Regions from separate parts of the Gossypium hirsutum genome. Here region 2 is linked to region 1. A link is a contact called in public Hi-C data. All regions are on one chromosome and are shown on one strand. The core of a region is the stretch at or near the end of the contact, and the rest is flanking DNA. Distances in the headings are between cores, read along the strand shown. Region 1 holds the start of LOC107910686 (dolichol-phosphate mannosyltransferase subunit 1). Region 2 holds the start of LOC107910298.

What was found. A called contact is a pair of places that touch in the nucleus more often than the background predicts.
Region 2: a Hi-C map of leaf shows a contact between it and region 1, with 2.0 times the contacts expected there. The contact joins the promoter of LOC107910298 here to the promoter of LOC107910686 in region 1. A contact is called at or near these places in 2 of 34 Hi-C or Micro-C datasets (hypocotyl and leaf).

What each region holds. Positions count from the first base shown.
Region 1 is chrD02:23,978,204-23,980,943 of Gossypium_hirsutum_v2.1, reverse strand. LOC107910686 (dolichol-phosphate mannosyltransferase subunit 1) reads left to right here and starts at 1,374. Exons shown (of 9, transcript XM_016838645.2): 1 at 1,374-1,803; 2 at 2,551-2,650. The coding sequence starts at 1,631. It overlaps LOC107910685 (1,4-alpha-glucan-branching enzyme 1, chloroplastic/amyloplastic), which reads left to right. Exons shown (of 15, transcript XM_016838642.2): 13 at 1-6; 14 at 215-334; 15 at 423-821. The coding sequence ends at 623.
Region 2 is chrD02:24,527,252-24,529,991 of Gossypium_hirsutum_v2.1, reverse strand. It overlaps LOC107910298, which reads left to right and starts at 1,318. Exons shown (of 5, transcript XM_016838105.2): 1 at 1,318-1,619; 2 at 2,475-2,598. The coding sequence starts at 1,556.

The sequences.
Region 1 (2,740 bases), core at 125-2,624:
TGTGTGGTATGATTATCACTTCCTGGGCTTCCTGATTATATTATATCATATCATCCATCACAGACCATGCTTAGCATTGATAGTTGTGTATATTTATTGTTGTGCACTTAGGCTTATTATAGATTTCCAACCTTATATGGTATCATGGACATCGAATCTCCGCCTGTATCTACGGTCAACATGGACTGACAGATTTCTTACAAATTTTCCACAGGTTTATTATAAAGTGGATGAAAGTGTAGAAGAAACTAATGGTATCAATGTAATTAGTGTCAGTGAGACATTAGAAATGGATGCATCAAAGCAGAAGAATGCTGAGGAATCGGCTATCTTGGTAGGTGATATAATCTGTGGCTGTTTATATGGGCCCTGAGCCTAGGAATGAAAACTTGAACTGACAGATTGTTTAAGATTCTCCCCAGGTTGATCATGGAGATAAAGAAAATCCACAAGAAACTAATGACCGTGACACCGCCAGTTTCGATGAGGAATTGCAAAAAGATGGAGCAAAGCAGGAAAGTATTGAAGAACCAGCAGCTTCTGTGCTAGACAAAAAGATTGTGGGAAGTAAGTTAGATGAGCCGGAAGTGGAAGAGATGGAGGACAGAACCCCGGACGACTAAGCTTTTCGGCTCCTGCGCCAACCCTATGCGTAATAAGTGCTGGTTTTTGTTTTGTGAATAATAATAATAATAATAATAATAATAATAATAATAATGTGAGGAATGAGTAAGCAGGGGATTTAGTTTTGTTTGCAGTTTGTAAATTGTATGTAGACAACAACAGTATAGTCTGCTTAATTACTAGTTATTGCATCGAAATTCCCATGTCTGATCATGAGATTTCAACTTCAACGCTATGAGCTGAAATACTTCAATAAAACAAAGGTTAAAATATTAAATAAAATAAATAAATAAAACCCTGCACTTTACTAGTTTATTTATATAAATATGTATACTTTGTATACACTTAACTAAATCCTTAACCAACTTGTAAGTGGCAGACGTATTATAAGTTTAAGGAATTCATTTGTCTTTTTTTCCTCTACTTAAAAAATAGGTAAATTAATTTTTGTATATTAAATTAAAGAATAAATTAATTTTTTTATTAAAATTTTTGTACATTTATAACGCTAACAATTGGTGTAGTGATGGAATAATCAAAAGATCCGGTTTATTTTTTGATTTAATGTACAGAATCAATTTGTCCATATTTTAAGTGAAAGAATAAATGTAATCAGACTTTTAATATAAAAAATTCCCTAATACTTTTAGCCTTGTAAATCTTTTTCACTTTTTAGTTATATCTAAAATAAATCCTTAATCTTTAATTCATACCTACATAAACTTTCATTTGAAATAAAAAGTTGCCGTTATTTGGACCAGATAGGATTCTGCAAACTTTGAGTAAAATTCGAGGGATTTTTAGTATTTTAACCAATAAAAAATTCTCATTTAGCATTTTATTCTTTTGCAGCATTGTAGCTCAATTATGGGAGTCCGGCTATGAGATTAACCGAGTTGGTACCTTCTCGGTTGAAGCGGCCTGCTTTGTTCCTAGGCCTTAGCCCAATTTCAAGGTAGTCTAGCAAGCAAAAGTCAGCATCCCGATTCATCGTTGAAAAATTCAAATGAGAAATGAGTCAGCGAAACAAAAGAACACAGAAAATAAAGATTTAGGCCAAGGTATTTACACAGAAGAAGAAAAAATGGAGCAGAAGAACAAGTACAGCATAATAGTACCTACTTACAACGAGCGCCTCAACATTGCTCTCATCGTCTATCTCATCTTCAAACATCTCCGGTATTTCTCCCAACTTCAATTCTCTCTCCTTTAAAATTTTTTTTTTCTTTGATCGCTGAACTCTTAATTTTAGTATTTTTAACGTGCTCTATCGAGATCTGATTACATATCTCAAATTCGTGCTCTTTCTTCTGCCCCTCTTGTATTCATCGAGTTTATAAGTGGCGTCCCGTTCAGTATTTTCATTTTATGCAAATGATTTGAATTGGATAATGAGTATACATAAATATGACAATACTGTCATATTTAGTTTCTGTTTTCTGGAATAAATAAATTATCCGGCAATATATTGAAGCGCCTGTTGTTTTTATATAACTCTACACTTTCCCCCCGGATTTGGTGCCTATACATATGAATTAATTATACACTTAAACAGCCTTGTGAAATTAAACCGTAGGAGTTTAATCAATGATCCTATTTTTTGTCCTTTTAGTAGTATTCTTCTAGTCTTTGTAAATTCAAGTGGCTATATGTTAAAACTTCTCAAATTTTGATGTTCTTGGGGCCAAAGTTTTCACTACAAATCAGTACATTATTTGAATTAGTTTCCACCTTTCCCACTATGCCATTGCTTTGTGTCTGTCATGGGGCATAAAGGATTTATTTTCATATAAAATTAATGACAATGTAACTGGCCTAACACTCGCGAGATAAGTGTACCTACCTTAAAAACCTTTCCTCTTATACTGTGGTAGTTTGCAATATCTGTCATATTTATGTAACTACTTGTGATATTGCCTGGAGTAGGGATGTAGATTTTGAAATAATTGTTGTGGATGATGGGAGCCCTGATGGTACTCAGGAAGTTGTGAAACAACTGCAGAAACTTTATGGTGAAGATCGTATTGTAAGTTCCATTCTCATCTACCTTCAAAATTGGATCTATATGTAATCCGTCTTGCTGATCAATTCCTGTGCACCTCTGCTTCTGTTTCCT
Region 2 (2,740 bases), core at 69-2,568, 550 kb before region 1:
CTAACTAAATCGTCCCACCCAAAAATAATAACTAATTCTATCAAATTACGAACTTAACTTAAACGCCTAAACAACTAGGGTGGTGTATACTCTACAGACCAAACTACTGAGCTCGCCAAACACAAGATTCCCCAGTTAGCGTATTCATAGAGTCTTATACTTAGTCAAAACTAATACCTTATTCAAAATTTACTTTAAAGACCATATCTCGATAAACAGTAACCGAATACTAGAACTTCATTGGGCGGGCAGTTACATATATAGTGATTAAGGACGCTTCAACAACCAATTCTTCCTTAATCGTAAATAATCGTGGGAACCACCCAACGATTAACCCTTATCGAATGAATAACCCCAAAAGACGCTTCCACGACTTAATCCGTCAGCAGCCTTGCAAACTAGAAGAATCATACTCTTGTTAACAATCTCAACTGCGTGGATCATTTAGATTAGATCACTTAATCCCACGACGTCACCCAACTGCACTACCAATTGAACCACACCAATTTGTTCATCGGTAAAGTAATTCAGCACCAAATTAGTTGTACCAATTGTGTATTGTTCCCAGCACTGTATAAAGGATCCTTCTTGACATGGAGCTAAAAACAATACTATGAGACGATCCTATCTATCTCTTGACCTGGAGAAAAAGCAAATACCTTAACGAGAAGGGTTAAATACGATTTCGGATCTCACAATTCAAATATCGAATTTTGGTTTACCTTTGGTTAGAAATTGATTTAGTTGCTCATAATAAAAGAAAATAACAAAGGAAATATAATTGAATAAAGCTAAAAAAATAAAATAGAAAAAGAAAAGAAAACGGTAGAAAGGCACAACGCCAAATTGAATAAAGCACATAAATATGTCAAGTTGGCACACTATCGATTGTTTAGGTTGATTTAACAATTTTAAGTGGATTCTCTGCCCAAAGCCATTCACTTTGCTCGGTTAAAACCAATTTCCAAGCATACAATGGGAGTTGTATAATATTTTGGTTGAATTAATTTAATTTTAGAACGTTGGATTATATCACACTCACGTGTGTAAAAGTAAAATCTTTTATGTAAAAATATATTTATAAAAATCTTAATAATAAATGTACAAATTTTCGTCAATTCCAGTTTGATTCTTGGACCTCGATTATTTTTTAGTGTTTTAAAATATTTTTAATTTATATAAAAATAAAAAATAAAATATTATTATAATAATATTTATAATTTTTTAAAATATTTTAAATTAAATTTATAATTCTTTCGATTAAATATATTAAATAAATTAATATTAAAATAACTTGTAGCACTGCATGACAGAATTGGAGTATTGGACTACAAATTCTGAACCAGCACAGAAACCCTCATGATGTCCCAGAACTGATAAATATCTATATTTCAGAAATATAAGTAAACAACGGGCGCCATAGAAGAAGTTAGGCCTGGCCCAACAACTTCCACCACAGGGCTTCTCAAAGTCAAAATCAACTTCCCTGCTTTCAATTCTCACCTGCTTCCTTTCCTTTGCATTTCTTTCTCTCTCTCTCTCTCTCTCTTACATTATGACTATCCTCTCTAATTCTTTGGTTTTACCCACAAGTCTTCCATTCCAATTATCTTCTTCTGGTAATATAATTCCTTTTCTTCATCTCTGTTCTTTTTTTCTTCTAATCTTGTTTTTTCTGTTCATTCGTTCTAATCAACTTTATTTTAAATGGAATATGATTCAAATTCTAAGTTCTAATGCATAATAAATTAATACTCTCCTCTTCTTTCTTGCTTAGGCCGTCGGATTTATTGCAGTAGCTGAAAACTTTTAGCTGCATTTAGTTCTACACTAGTCATTTCCATGATTTTTTTGGGTTCAAGACCCTGCTTAATTTTGATTGCCCTAAACTGTACTTGTTTTTTTTTTATTCAGTGAAATAAGATAGTGATGCAGAAAAAAAAATTGAAGGAATATGATCCATCTTCGTTGTATCTGTGGACTTTGATTAAATTTTCAATATTGAAGCTGTGGGAGGGTAGTAGAATAATTACAATAGGCCTTATTCGTTCTTTAAATTTGTTAGCATACTTATAAAATATTTGACTTGGTGTACCCTTAAACCCTGGGGAAATAACCGACTGCAAATGCTGTAAGCTAAAGATGAAAAGATAACGATTGGATTCGCTAAAGGTAATAGCTTGGTTGGAATTGATTGTTTGACATGATGCTCATGATTGTTTGTTTATTTTAGTTCAGCCGTTCAGATCTTTTACAACAAGAATCAGGGTTTTAGTGTTGATTCAGATTTTTAGATCATACCATCATTATCGTCATCATGTTCATGTCCGTTCTTTGAAATCAGAAAATTGGTTGTCTTTGCTCTTTATACAAACGCAAAACTAAACTAATATTAATTCTATTTTCTATTGTATGTCTACACCAAAGCTGTATCATTGTTTTGTTCCTTACTTTTTTTGTGTGTGTGTGTTTAGGCTCACATTTAAAGACAGCAGGGGGTGCTAGTCCCACAAACTTGTCATTCAATTGTAATGGCTTAGGAAAACTGCATCTTTCTTCCTCTAGAAGGCCAGTAGTAACAGTTCAAGCTTCCTACAGGTATCATCACTGATCACGTTCGGAGCACAAGAATGCATAATAGTACGTACAAGTAGTCCTGTAACTGGCACCTACTAATGAAAGCATTATCAACTAAATACTTAGGTTCTATGTTGATCCAACTTTTTATTTTTCTTCAAGT